4 separate regions of the Sus scrofa genome follow, and all the other regions are linked to region 3. A link is a contact called in public HiChIP or PLAC-seq data. All regions are on one chromosome and are shown on one strand. Each heading gives the region's core, a stretch centred on a gene start, on an enhancer-like site or on the middle of the called end of the contact. The rest is flanking DNA. Distances are from core to core; before and after follow the strand shown. Region 1 has its middle 130 kb from the start of HIF1A. Region 2 has its middle 36 kb from the start of HIF1A. Region 3 overlaps PRKCH (protein kinase C eta type). Region 4 has its middle 74 kb from the start of HIF1A.

Evidence for each region. HiChIP or PLAC-seq counts read pairs in DNA pulled down with a chosen protein or histone mark.
Region 1: an H3K27ac HiChIP or PLAC-seq map of skeletal muscle shows a contact between it and region 3. The contact joins two enhancer-like sites. A contact is called at or near these places in 2 of 47 Hi-C or Micro-C datasets (embryonic fibroblasts and mesenchymal stem cells) and 2 of 2 datasets of contacts at active chromatin or transcription factors (alveolar macrophages and skeletal muscle).
Region 2: a contact with region 3 is called in an H3K27ac HiChIP or PLAC-seq map of skeletal muscle, with 6 times the contacts expected there. The contact joins two enhancer-like sites. A contact is called at or near these places in 1 of 47 Hi-C or Micro-C datasets (skeletal muscle) and 2 of 2 datasets of contacts at active chromatin or transcription factors (alveolar macrophages and skeletal muscle).
Region 4: an H3K27ac HiChIP or PLAC-seq map of skeletal muscle shows a contact between it and region 3. The contact joins two enhancer-like sites. A contact is called at or near these places in 1 of 47 Hi-C or Micro-C datasets (embryonic fibroblasts) and 2 of 2 datasets of contacts at active chromatin or transcription factors (alveolar macrophages and skeletal muscle).

Annotation. Positions count from the first base shown.
Region 1 is chr1:190,491,166-190,494,353 of Sscrofa11.1, forward strand. No RefSeq gene overlaps it. Among named protein-coding and RNA genes, the nearest start is that of HIF1A, 130 kb to the right of the region's middle. Within about 2 kb of position 1,561, at least 19 of the 83 cell types and tissues checked have an H3K27ac peak or open chromatin away from gene starts, as enhancers often do. A contact at or near this core is called in alveolar macrophages and skeletal muscle, where this site is marked.
Region 2 is chr1:190,587,572-190,590,870 of Sscrofa11.1, forward strand. No RefSeq gene overlaps it. Among named protein-coding and RNA genes, the nearest start is that of HIF1A, 36 kb to the right of the region's middle. Within about 2 kb of position 1,495, at least 3 of the 83 cell types and tissues checked have an H3K27ac peak or open chromatin away from gene starts, as enhancers often do. A contact at or near this core is called in skeletal muscle, where this site is marked.
Region 3 is chr1:190,350,865-190,354,106 of Sscrofa11.1, forward strand. The region is part of intron 9 of PRKCH (protein kinase C eta type); the gene reads left to right. Among named protein-coding and RNA genes, the nearest start is that of PRKCH, 150 kb to the left of the region's middle. Within about 2 kb of position 1,422, at least 36 of the 83 cell types and tissues checked have an H3K27ac peak or open chromatin away from gene starts, as enhancers often do. A contact at or near this core is called in alveolar macrophages and skeletal muscle, where this site is marked.
Region 4 is chr1:190,549,296-190,552,652 of Sscrofa11.1, forward strand. No RefSeq gene overlaps it. Among named protein-coding and RNA genes, the nearest start is that of HIF1A, 74 kb to the right of the region's middle. Within about 2 kb of position 1,891, at least 23 of the 83 cell types and tissues checked have an H3K27ac peak or open chromatin away from gene starts, as enhancers often do. A contact at or near this core is called in skeletal muscle, where this site is marked.

The DNA of each region.
Region 1 (3,188 bases), core at 311-2,810, 140 kb after region 3:
TTCTTTAAAGTCATGTGAGCAGGTCCCAGACCTATAGCCCAGACAGACTGAGTTTTCCCTGTTTTCCTCTGATGATTTCTGACTTTCTTGTGGCTAAGAACCTGACTTTAAGTTTGTTTTCCCAAGCAGCCATGCAGAGGAACAACCACCAGTGAAATTCCAGTCCAGCATTCCTCTAAGGCTCAGTGGTTTGGACTGCCTAGCAGAATTACCTGGAGGAGAGTTTCAATAACATGGCTCCCTGGAACTTACCCCCAAAGATTCCCATTTAGCCCTCAGCCCAGGTGATGTTCAATCAGCTGCATTTAAAAAAAAAAAAAAAAAAAAAAAAAAAAAAAAAAAAAAAAACCTTTACAGTTGACGCTGATGAATGAGCAAATTTGGGAAACATTGGACAAATTCTAAGCTCTTTGGGGTCAGGAAACATGTGAATCTTCTCTTCTGTATACCCCCAATGAAGAGCATAGCACCTGGCACAGAGCAGCCACTTACATTTATTGAGTCAATGAGTGTTGAAAATAGGGTGGTGATTAGAAGTACAGTCAACCTAGCACCTTACCTAAAGGTTAGGTAAGGGCCAGCAAGATGCAGAAGGCCAAACCAGTCAGAGTGGTGCTAAGGAGAGGAATAAAGCAGCAGGGCCGGCATGGGGTGAGCAAAAGAAAATGGGTTATTTGAGCCTCAAGTGGAGGAACATGGCTTCCATGATGCTGCAACCCCTGTGATCAGACTTAGAGGAGTCCCGCTTCCAGCTCCACCTAAGAAAACATATCTGACCAGTGACTGCCGTGGTTAAAACCATCCAAAGCAAAGCAAAACAACAGCAAAATACCCTCCAAAAGGCCTGCATGGGCAGGATAAAGTCTACCCACTTTTCTCTGACCCATGTTCCTTTCTCGGCTCCTCCTTAGCTTATCAGGTGGCACTGGCTCCCATGTCTTCACACGAATGGCCACCCTGCCTTCTTTCAAGTCTCACCCTATTGCCTGTTCTCTCTTCCTACCCTGCTCACTGCCGCCTCTGAAACCTTCAAATCACAATTTTAAATATCACATTCTCTCCCCCAGGAGGCTGTCAGCTCCCTGAGGGTCAAGTCAGCCAGCGGTGTCCAAAGCCTAACCCCACAATTGTTCTAATATTTCCATGAAAGGAAAACGACAGCAGACACACAGGACTGGTGTTTGCTTGTGTGGCTGTGAAACTGGACTCTGCAGACACAAACCAGCTCATTGATTTGGATTTAGAAAAGAACTGGAGTGGGAGGTGGGAGTCGCATTGAGAAAGAGATGCAAGTGAAAGTGGAAGAGTCAAAATAAAATAAAATAAAACCAGAGAGAAGGCAGAGTGTCTTGCCCAGTCTGATGTTGGGGTCAAAAGCCATAGGAGAACATCTCCTGGCGTCACACTGGGTCCTAGCAGACTGCCAAGCCAGTGGGTCCTCGCTAAGAAAACCCTCGAGTCCGCACAGGCTGGACCAGGGGGTATAGGTGGGCGTGGGGGCAGGGCTGCGCAAGGACCAGGTCAGGTGCACCGCGCAGGCGGGCGCAGCAAGGCTGGAGCTGAAGGCAGCTGATTCGCCTGCTTGACGCTCCGATGCCTTGATTTGGTCTGACAAGTGGAGGCTGCTGTGAGAAGCGGCCTGGATTTTTGACATTCAGCAAGCTAGAAATAGCCAGCTGAGCTCCTGGCGCTGTGGTCACAAATGTCTTGCCCTTCCGAAACGACGGCCTGATTGAAGGTGCTTTTCAGCAGTGCGGACCTGGACTCTCTATATCAGGCTTGGGTTCTGGTCCAGACTCGGCTCCCAACTCAGAGGTTTAGAGTCACTTGAATTGACCGCAGCTCAGCCTGCCCTCTGTGAAATGAGGTTGCTGAGAGTCAGCCCCCTGCCGACCCTGCTGAAAACGATTCTGAGTGGCTGCCCCAACCTGCCTAGTCCCGTGACCTGAACTTGATCTCCGCTGCTGCTAGAAGCCTCAGCACCCCAGATATTCACTCTAGGTTGGCCTAGAAGATGATCCTGCCTGAAAAGGTGCTGATGAACATTTTGTGAATCACGGACCCTTTGAGAAACTGTTGAAATTTATTAGCTCTTGCCTTGGAAAAAATTCCACAATGATGAAACATTGCTTATAACTGCAGGGAGTTACTGGCTTAATCACAGAGCCCTGCTTTAGTATCTCTAATCTAGCCCAGCTCTTCCTCTTGCAGATGAGGAGATTGGCCTGAAACAAGCCATCAGGGTTTTCCCCCAACTTCACTCATACAATGCAAGCACTGCCGTTTTCCTCCTCTCTCCCTTCATCCTCCCCGCCATCGCCCACACTTGGGCTCTCTCAAGAGGGAAATTGTCCTATAAATATTTATAAAAAGTGTGGGATGTCCTGTAGCAGAGAAAGTGAAAAATAACATCGCTGGGTCTGCAGAAATTTGCCTGATGCTTCTCTCTCTCAGCTTCCACCTCATCCTTCCCATGAGCGTGGGCATAGGGTGTGGGTAGTAGTGCAGAGAGTGGTCTCTGAAGCTACTACAGCAAAGAACACCCCACCCTCTTCAGAATCAGCACCATCAACACTATCACAGAAAACTTCCTGCTCAGACACCAACCAGCAGCTACCTGGCAGCAGGCAGAAAGAGCCAAAGCAGCTTTGCACAGTAGCTTGCTTGCCAGCAGTGTCTTGTTACAAATGGGCTTCTTGCACAAAGGGGAACTACTGGGAGGGCCCTTTTTAATGCACTGCAAGAAACAGCTCTAACAATAGATGATTCAGGAGGCCAGTCATTGGCCCTCGCTCCTATTGCATTGTTTTGATAAAATAACATAGCCCAGCAGGAGGGTAGAGAGGCAATAAATAGAAAACTAACCTCTCCCTACTCAAAATGTGCATGGCACCAGGAGCTTGATAGAAAGGCAGACTCTGTCTCAGACCCACTGAAAGGAGATCTGCATTTTAGAGAGGATCTGCTCATATGTTAAAGTTTGAGAGAGACACCCCCCCCCCGCACCCCTACCCCCACCCAGGGTCTGCTGATGGAGGTCATTAGTAAAATCCCAGTCAGCCCTTGCTTCCACCTGGGAAAACCACAACACATGGATGAAATGCCACCAAGAGGATGGCCACACTTATAAGGAGACCCAGTACCCACTAACACCCTCCGCTTCCTCAAGCCGAGGCCTCACACACCTT
Region 2 (3,299 bases), core at 245-2,744, 240 kb after region 3:
TCTATTCCATCCTCCCAGTTGCACGGCCCTCCAAATCTTGACTTTTCTCTTTCTTTTACACAATAGACCTAATCCATAAACACCAGAACAGTTGGTTTTACCTTAATAATATGGCCAGAAGTTGCGCACTTCCACTTATCTCCACTGCCGCCATATTGCTTCATATCATTGTTATTTCTTTCTCTCAAGAGCCTCCTAACTGCTGCCCTTTGGCCCCTGGCTTCCCCACCCCTGGCCTCTGGACTTACTACCCAATGGATGATTTCCTACACCAAGTCATCCAGATCAACAATTCAAATCTTGTCCTTTGTTCAAATCCCCCCCCCCCAGTGATTTCTACTGCACTTTGAATAAAAGACAAATCCCAAACTATGACCTTTAAAACTCTATGTGATCTGAACTCAACTCTCTCAAATCTCCTCTCACCCTGCTCTCCCCTGTGCACTCTGCTTCAGCCACCCTGGACTTTGTAGTTCCCTATTTGGTCAGTGATCCCCCCAACTCTGTGTGTTGGCACTTGCTGTTTCCTCCCTTTAGAATGCTTTTCTTGGAATTCCCGTTGTGGCCCAGTAGGTTAAGGACCCAATGTTGTCTCTGTGAGGATACGGGTTTGATTCCTGACCTCTCAATGGGTTAAGGATCCAGTATTGCTGTGGCTGAGGTGTAGGCCCCCTGGCCCTAGAAGTTTCATATGCTGCAAGTACAGCCATTTAAAAAAAAAAAAAAAAGTTTTTTCCCCCAGTATGCACATAATTGGCATTTCCATTTTCTTCAGGTCTTTACTCAAATGTAGTCTTTTTAAATGAGGACTTCTGGAGTTCTCCTGTGGTACAGTGGATTAAGGATCTGGTGATCTGGCATTGTCACTCCAGCGGCTTGGGTCACTTCTGTGGCATAGGTTCAATACCTGGCCCTGGGAACTTCTACATGCCATGGGCGCAGAAAAAAAATGAAAAAAAATTTTTTTAAAAAAGGACCTCTGTTGCCATCCTGTCTAAAATTTCATACACACCTCTTCTTATCCCTCTTCTCTGCATTTTTTTCCCCTCCTTGGCACTTCTCACTCATTTGTGTGTGTGTGTGTGTGTGTGTGTTCATTTGTTTATGGATTGATTGTCCTCCTCCCCTAGTAAATTGCAAGCTCTGTGAAGACAGGTGTTTGTATCTGTTTCGTCCCTTTGTGCTCCAAGCCCAAGGCTCAATTAGAATGCAGCCGTTCAATGCTCAACTGCCTGTGACATTGCAACTCTTACCGTAAATTAAATCACTCTCCTAGTGTAACATTCCCTGAGAGAATGTTTTCTCCCACAGGAGAAATTTGTTTATTTTTATGATTCAACTCAATTTACCACTAGTTTCTCTAGGACAATTTGTACCTCTTTCAGGATCCTGAGGAATTTGCTCCTGGGTTGTGAACACGGGAAGCTGAACCAGAGCGCAGTTCTGAACCGGATCCCACAGCCACGCATGTCTGCTTGCTCATGGGATCTGCCTGCCTGTTCACTGGAAGGCTCCAGTGCGAGTTCTTCAGCCTGTCCTAGGATTGCATCTTGACGTGTCAAAGCTGTGTGACTGCCATCTGTTCAGGTTATGTAACTTGAGGTCTGGAACAATTTTCAATGGAGGATTTGCTGCCCAAATAGTCATTTGCAGAAAGAAGATTAAGGTTTCTTTGCTAGGGAAAAAAATTACCAGAAAAGCTATGATTTCACTGAGTATAAGTAAACTTTGCTCGAAAATACAATAATTGAGGAAGACAAATTTACTTCACTTTTATTTTCCAGCTTTAAAAAATAAACACAAGGATATAGTCCAATTTTGTAAGTGCAAAATAAATTCTTAATGGAAAGATGAAATTATTAATTTAACAGATCTTAATTTTGTTCAAAGCCTTAGCCAGCCCTATAATGCCTTAAGCAGAATTGGGGGGATAGGGGAAGGGTTAATTGCTGAAGGTTCGATAAGCTTATTGGCATTATAGAATGGTCTTTCTTCCTGGGAGAGATACCAAATCCACCACTGGTGGGACAGAAGCCCTGATTTGTTTTCCTAACATCGCCCATGTGACCCACGGTCACCTTATATGACCAAAGGAAACAATTTATGAAATGACCGCCTGGCGTTATGGATTAAAATTGTAGCTTTGTAGATAAGAATTTCTCTCACTAAATTTACTCACCCCAAACAAGGCTTGATTCTGCGCTTCATTCCTCCTGGCTCCCTACTTTAACATGCTGAGGATCTATGTTAAACATCATTCATTTTTTCCACATGGAACTAGCACTATTGTTTTGTCTTATTACAAAATCTCTGTTTTTGTAATCACTGACAGGTTTTACTAGGAATAAAATCAGTCAGCAAATTAAAGTATAACAAAAGAGGTGAAAATCATCATGACTTCCATGTTGATGACTGGTTAAGTGGTTAATGTGCTTTGTAGATTCTCCTATGTTTTTTGCATATGCACATCTCTTCTTACAAAAATTAATCCTACTGTGCACAGCATATAATATTATTTAGCTAACAAGATGAGACCAAGTTACATTTTGGGTGTTAGTTGTATATTAAAGAGAACCCAGCTATTCAGAGAGGAACAGAGTCAAATAAGGGAGGAAGTGAGTTAGGCTGCAAAGGACATTGACTCAGATTAAGTGAATGACTGATGGACTAAATGAATGTGTGGATGGATGGGGAGCTACAGACCTGCCTCAAGATATTGTAGCTTTGGTTCCAGACCACTGCAATAAGGCAAATATTGCAATAAAGTAAGTCATATGAATTTTTTGGTTTCCCAGTGTATGTAAAAGTTATGTTTACACTATACTGTAGTCTATTAAGTGTGCAATAACATTGTATCTAAAAAATGTATATACCTTAACAAAGAAATACTTTATTGCTAAAATATTCTCCCCATCACCTGAGCCTTCAGCAAGTCCTGATCTTTTTGCTGGTAGAGGGTGCTGCCTCCATGTTGATGACTGGTGGCTAATCAGGGTAGCAGTTGCTAACTGTTGGGGGGACCATGGGAATTTTTAAAAATAGACAGCAATGAAGTTTGCCCCCTCTATTGACTTTCACGAATGATTTCTCCGTAGTACTATTTGATAGCATTTTACCCACAGTAGAACTTCTTTCAAAATTGGAGTCAATCCTCTCAAATCCTGCTTCTGTTTTATCTACTAAGTTTATGTAATATTCTAACTCCTGTATTGTCATTTCAACAATCGACAGCAGAAACAAATTCAACTCAGGACCATGGGGTTGAGGGTTCGATCCCTGGCCTTGCTCAGTGGGTTGAG
Region 3 (3,242 bases), core at 172-2,671:
GTAAGGCCAGGGATTGAACCCACAACCCGGTTCCTAGTCGGATTCATTTCCACTGCACCATGACAGGAACTCCTAATTCTCTTTATAAATACATGCAAAGAAGAAAGTAAAAATAATTCACAATCTTACAGGCCAAAGACAACTCTTATTAGCATTGTCATATATGATCTTCCAGGCTTCTTCAATGCATAAAGACTAAACTACCAAGTTTATTCCACATTATCTTTTTTCATTTTTATTTTTTCCATCATAGTTGGTTTACAGGGTTCTGTGAGTTTTCTACTATACAGCCAGGTGACCCAGTCACACATACCTATATACATTCTTTTTCTCACATTATCTGCTATCATGCTCCATCACAAGTGACTAGATATAGTTCCCAGTGATATACAACAGGATCTCATTGCTTGTCTAGCGTCATTTTAAAGTTCTGGAAACTGAAGTCCAGAGAGGTGAAAGAACTTGCCCCAGATTACACAGCAAGCAAGAGTCGGGCTGGGGTTCTTAACCAGCTTCCTGATCTATGCTAGTTGCTTTATCCCACAAGTAGAAATGTCCCCTCTGCAATGTGTGCAGCTAAGGAGAGTGTCACCAGGCAGGAATTCAGCCCCCCTCCCTTTTTTTTTTTTTACAATATACAGAGTGGTGGCCTTTTATAAAATACCTAAGGAAAGGCCTTTTCCTTTTACCTGTTGGGTTTCCTCCCTTCCCTGAGCCATGGGTACCACACATACAATTGGGTCAGCTTCTGGGTCATTTGGTAGAGTTTGCCTTTGGCTCAGATAAAAACAGAAAGCGAGCCAGAACATGGCGTTTCCCAAGTGGGCATGTTCCCAATTTATTCATCGTGTTCAGGCCCGGGACAGAATGCACAGAGGTTGTTTCCAGGCCCTGGATTTCTGGGAGGTTTATTTCGGACCTTTGCTTCTGTCCTCTGAGGCTTCCCGGCTTCCCGCCTCTCTGTGACTCAATAGAGCCATGGCAATGAATGGGAAGGAGGAGAACCCGGAGTTCTGGCTGTTCCCTTCGCTCCCTCTGCTTGGCTCCGCCTGCCAGAACACTCGGCGTGACCCAAGGGTTTGAAAGGTTTGGCATGTGTTTCCCTTTGAGGTTGTTTTGTTGTAGCTGGCCTCGTTGCTAGCCTTCATCGATGCTGATGACCTAGACCTGGCCTCGACCCCCCACCTCCATGGTTCTAAGGTGGTTCCTGGATCGCCTGTCATTTCCTGTGACTCATCTGAGACTTGCCAGGATCAGCTCTGGTCTCTGCATTCCCCGACCGCTGCCTGAGCTTTGTGGTAGTGAGTTTTGGTCATGGTTTTCCCTGCCCGTGCCTGGGAACCTGCCAGAGTCTAGATCCCCTGGCCTTAGCAGGGCCCTGCTTTAAAACCATGGGGCTTGAAGTGCTGGGAGTGGCTCCAGGCCTGAGAATGTGATGGGCTCTCTGCCAAATAGTTTAGTGAGAAGTCAGCTGGACCGGAATCACCATGATGGAGAGCTAAGCCAGAGAAACAGTCCTTTGAATCCTTGGTCTAGTTGGGATGAGAAGATTAACACACATGGAACAGACAGTACAGTGACTGGATTTACTTTCTGCTACAAAAGGAAAGGGACCCGAAACTGGACACTGGATTCTGGGGGAGAATCTTACCTACAGGCCAGTCTTTCTTTGGTTTGTTATAAGACTAACAATCCAACTGGCAGCACCTCAGGGTGGCCTATAGGTGATACCCTGGGAGTAGCTGGAGTGGGTCTCACTTTGACCCTGAACCGAGAATCATGCAGTGTAAAAGCCCACTGCTCTGGGTGGAAACCATAGGCCAGAGTGGACTGAAGTTTTGAAATACTTGAGTTCCCCATAATTATTTCATCACTGGTAGGAACTCAGCTGTGTCCATCTCTTCCAGATTATTCTGAGGCCACTCACGACAACATCAGCCCACCCTTCTGTATAAATGTAGCAGAATTGGAATCACAAAGACTTACCCGCCAGCAGGTGACCATCAGAGGTGTCAGTTCATTTGGCCATGTGCCTGGCTTGCTTTCAGGGTATGTGCTCAGCTTCGAGGTCTTAGGGTGCAGCGGTGAACACAGGAGGGGGGCCCTTCCCTCATGGAGCCAGGTTCTCCTAGGCAATTGGGGACCCAAGCAGTCTGTCCACAATGTGGAGTCAGCCGCTGAGCCTCTGAGTGATCTGGTCACAATAGCAGTTGTGAGCCTGCCATCCGCTCAGAGGAGAGCCCATAGGGCTTGCCTGGAAGCTGCATGTGCACACGGATTCATATGTGCTGCAATGGAAGGAAGACCTGATGGAGATTCCTGGGGGCAGGGATGGGCCAGGATCCTTGGCCCTGCTGGGCTTGGGGCAGAGCTGAGCAGCTCACCTCCCCAGGCTCACCTTTGATGTTTACGCTGTGTCATCCACTGTGAGCACTGGCCTCTTCTCTGGCAGCCCCACACCCGGCTGCATGGACCCTCTCCCGCCCCCAATATCAGTGCCTCTAGACTGATTGCTGTCCTGCTGGTCCTGCCCTGTGCTCTCAGGTAGAACCTCAGCTCTGGCTCACAGCAGCACCCCCCGCCCCGCAACCCCTACACACATGCTGGGGGCCTTTGGTGAGCCCTGCCCTGTCTTCCCTTCCCCGCCCCCCAGGGATTCCTGTTTCCTTTCCGTGTGAGGCCTCCTGGTTTCAGTGTATTTGCACAGTAGAGGAGCCCACTCCCACCCACTTCTTGAGGACGGTCTATAAGGATATATTTCTCAGGTCTTACGAAGGGAGTCTTGGAGTTCTTCCCAGAGTCTCTTCATTCCATTCTTAGGGCGTACAATTTTTTTCAACATGAAAATGATGTAATATGTAATTCCCAACTAAAACAGAAGAGGAGAGCCCTTCCAGTAAAAGCCCCCCGCCCCAGCCACCACTGCCATGCTTTTCCCTCCTGTGCTGTGGCCGTGGGAAGTGCCTTTGCCCTTGTCCTTCCTGTCACTTCCCACTCCCAGGGAGTGCGGGGTCATGGTCTCCCGGTGAAGTGGGAAGCAGCCCATGCCAGCAACAAGCCCAGACCTTCTGCCCTAGCGGGCGTCTGCCAGTGGGGCTGGGAGTGGGGGTCCAGATGAGTTAGGCACAACCAACAAAGTAGAGAACTTGACCTGGCACGCTTCCAGCTCTTCAGAAACCTGTGGGCTTGAGGGGTTGCTCATGAATGCAATTGTCCCTCCTTACTTTGGCTTCAGGGCAGAT
Region 4 (3,357 bases), core at 641-3,140, 200 kb after region 3:
AAATGCAAATCAAAACCACAATAGATACCACCTCCCACCTGTCAGAAGGGCTATCATCTGAACATAAGTAGCAAACATTGGAGAGGATGTGGAGAAAAGGAAACCTTCCTATACTGTTGGTGGGAATGTGAATTGGTGCAGCCACTGCAAAAAACAGTATGGAGGTTTCTTTCAAAACTAAGAATAGAACTACCATATGATCCAGCAGTTCCACTCCTAGGTATATATCTGGGAGAAAAATGAAAACACTAATTTGAAAAGATCCCTTCTCCCTAGTGTTCACAGCAGCACTACTTACAGTAGCCAAAATATATAAACTCATGTGCCCATCGATATGATTGGATTAAGAAAATGTAATATATATCTAATATACACACACACACAAGGGAATACTACTCATCCATAAGAAAGAATAAAATGTTGCTATTTGCAGCATCATGGATAGACTTCTTGGAGGGCATTATGGTAAGTGAAATAAGTCAGACAGATAAATATGAATGCTTTATGATGTCACTTAACATGTGGAATCTAAAACATAGAACAAATGAATATAACAAAAAAGAAGCAGACTCACAGACACAGAAAACAAACTAGTAGTTACTAGTAGGAAAAAGGGAGGGTAGAGGGGGAAATAGAGGTTGAAGAGCAAGAGGTACAAACTACTAGGTATGAAATAAGCTATAAGGAATATAGTGTACAACATGGGAAATGTAGCAAATATTTTATAATAACCATAGAGTATAATCTGTAAAAATTGTGAATCACTATATTGTACACACGTAATCCACATAATATTATACATCAACTATACTTCATTAAAAATATGTATTAAAAAAAGAAATACCAAAAAAATTCATGGGGGAGTGATCAGGAACAAAGGTCTCAAAAAGCCCGTAGGGGGATTAATATAAAAAAAAATAAAATAAAACCAGCATGAGAAACACTGTGAATAGGGGCAATAGGAACCCAAACTCAGACAAATAAAAACATTTCTTTTGTTAAAATGATGGATAAAATATGAATTTTGAACTCTAATATTTTAATCTCAATTAGTGATGTGATATATACAATAATAATTTTAAAAACAGACTACAGAACAGTATTTTTGACCTGGAGAGAAACACCTGCTGTTCACATGACTGGTGTGCCCCAGTAACCTCAATGTCCTTGCTGCTGCTTACACCTTATTACCCACCCACTTCCTTGCCTCCACACCCACCCCCATCATTTCATTCACCTTTCCTGACAGTCTTGGCAGAATCATTTTGGATTAAGAGCTAGAATCAGAGTGGAATTCCTGTTGTGGTAACGAATCTGACTAGGATCCATGAAGATGCGGATTCAATCCCCCGCCTCGCTCATTGGGTTAAGGATCTGGCATTGCTATGGCTGTGGTATAGGCCAGCAGCTGTAGCTCCAATTCAACCTTTAGCCTGGGAACTTCCATATGCCATGGTTGTGGCCCTAAAAAAAGGAGCTAGCATCAGACTATCTTTTCCTTTTTTTCTTCAGCAAGAAAAAAAAGCTAAGCATACAAAGAAACTCTGTCTTTGTGAGAGTGAGCTCACCAGGGTGTGAAGAGCGTGAGAATGGAAGAATGGGCCAGGAAACCCTCCCTACGTAGCAGGTGAGGGAGGAAGAGGCCCTGGTCATGCACAGACTATAGGAAGCCACGGAGGATCCACCTGAGTGGCCTGCTCCTTCACAGCAGGGACAAGAGATGAAGCAGGCACCGGGAAGTTTTGAGACCAGGCTCTGTCAAGTCCAGACTCCGGATGGTAACGGCAGGCTCTGACAGTGCTCCGACTGCTGTGTGGAAAAAGACTCTAGCTACAGAACCCTGAATATGGTGAACAGCTGGGGGAGGCTTAGGAAAAAATAAGGCGCTCACAGCCAGCCTTGGCTATTTGGCAGCCAAAACAATGAGATTGAGTCAGTTCCACATCATTACTCTGCAGCACAAGGCCCTAAATTCTTGAAACTGGCCCAAGGAAGAGTTTCTTTTTTTATGGTATTTATAAAAATGCTAGTCAAAGTGCTCTACTGTCCTATCTCATCCTAAAATAAGGCCAAAGATTGGTGAATACAATTGTTCCAACTTTGCTCCTGGGTAAAAAGACTGGGCTCCAGGAACTCAGCTGGGTCCAGGGAGGGCGGGACTAGGGGAGGAGGAGCTGGCAATGCCACCGAAGAGACCCAGGAGCTATTTGCATAAAGGCAGATTCTCACATGCCTGGGTGGCGTAGGTCGTCGGGAAATAGACAGACTCTCAAAGTCCCTTTCTTATTCCTCTGATTCAGTGAGCTTTATTATCTTATGTAAGGGCCCAAGACACTTTCTCCTTATAAACTAGCCCTTGAAGAAGCTTATAAAGCTTTTGTGGCACAGGAGGTAAAATTCCACTCCTGTTCAAAGTGCAGCGTTTGTGGAGAGTGAGTCATAGTGATTTCCAGCTTGTCCGGCAAATGCTTTTGCCTGTTAATGATCTAAACTTCTGCTTCCCACCCAAAGAAGAAACTGAGAAGCTCATCTGAGGACACAGTTTTAATAACAAAGATACTTATCCTTCATTGAAAGCTTTCAAGGTGCCTCTTTCTATGCATTATGTCAATTTGCTCTCAAGACAACCCTTTGAGGTTATTGTGAGGTTGTTGGTGCCTATTGTACAGATGGGAAAACTGATGGATCAGGAGGTCAAGCAACTTGCCCCAAGATCGCAAGCCTAGTAAGTGGAGTAGTTAGCTTAACTCCAGGGACTGTACAAAACACTTCCTCTCAATGAAACAATGGCTTTATGAGAAACATTACACTCCTAAAGGTAGGTAGGTAAATATAGCAAGAAAGACATTTGACCACAGAGGTTACCACAGCATGCCCTTGAGATGGGAGAGTTCAGAAGATCAACTTAGGCAGTAGACCATTTAGTGCATTTGCCTGTGATCCCCAGCAGTACACTCTGGCTTAGCAAAGGGCTCCCCACGTACCTGAACTTCCTCTCAAGGAGTGCCAGGTGCTTGAAAAAAGTAGGCTGAACTCTGTGACTTTACAACATTCTGAAAAACATTCTTAGGTTACCTTCCAGTGTGTGCTTTATAAGGGATTATAGTGTCATCAAAGGAGTTCCCTCCTCCTGCCCAAGACTTTCCAGAGCACCCATCTTTAGGTATCCAATCTCAAATGTCACATCCACTCCTGCAACCTCAGGTCCCTCAATAATTCCAAACCCTCTTTCTCCACCTATTTCCAAGATGGTTTGCTGTCATGTCCATCTCTCCCTAGGTGCTCATGCTGCCCCCAAGAAAAGTACAGTCTGGAGTTCCCATCATGGCAGAGTCCAAATGTTAGATGAGATGACTG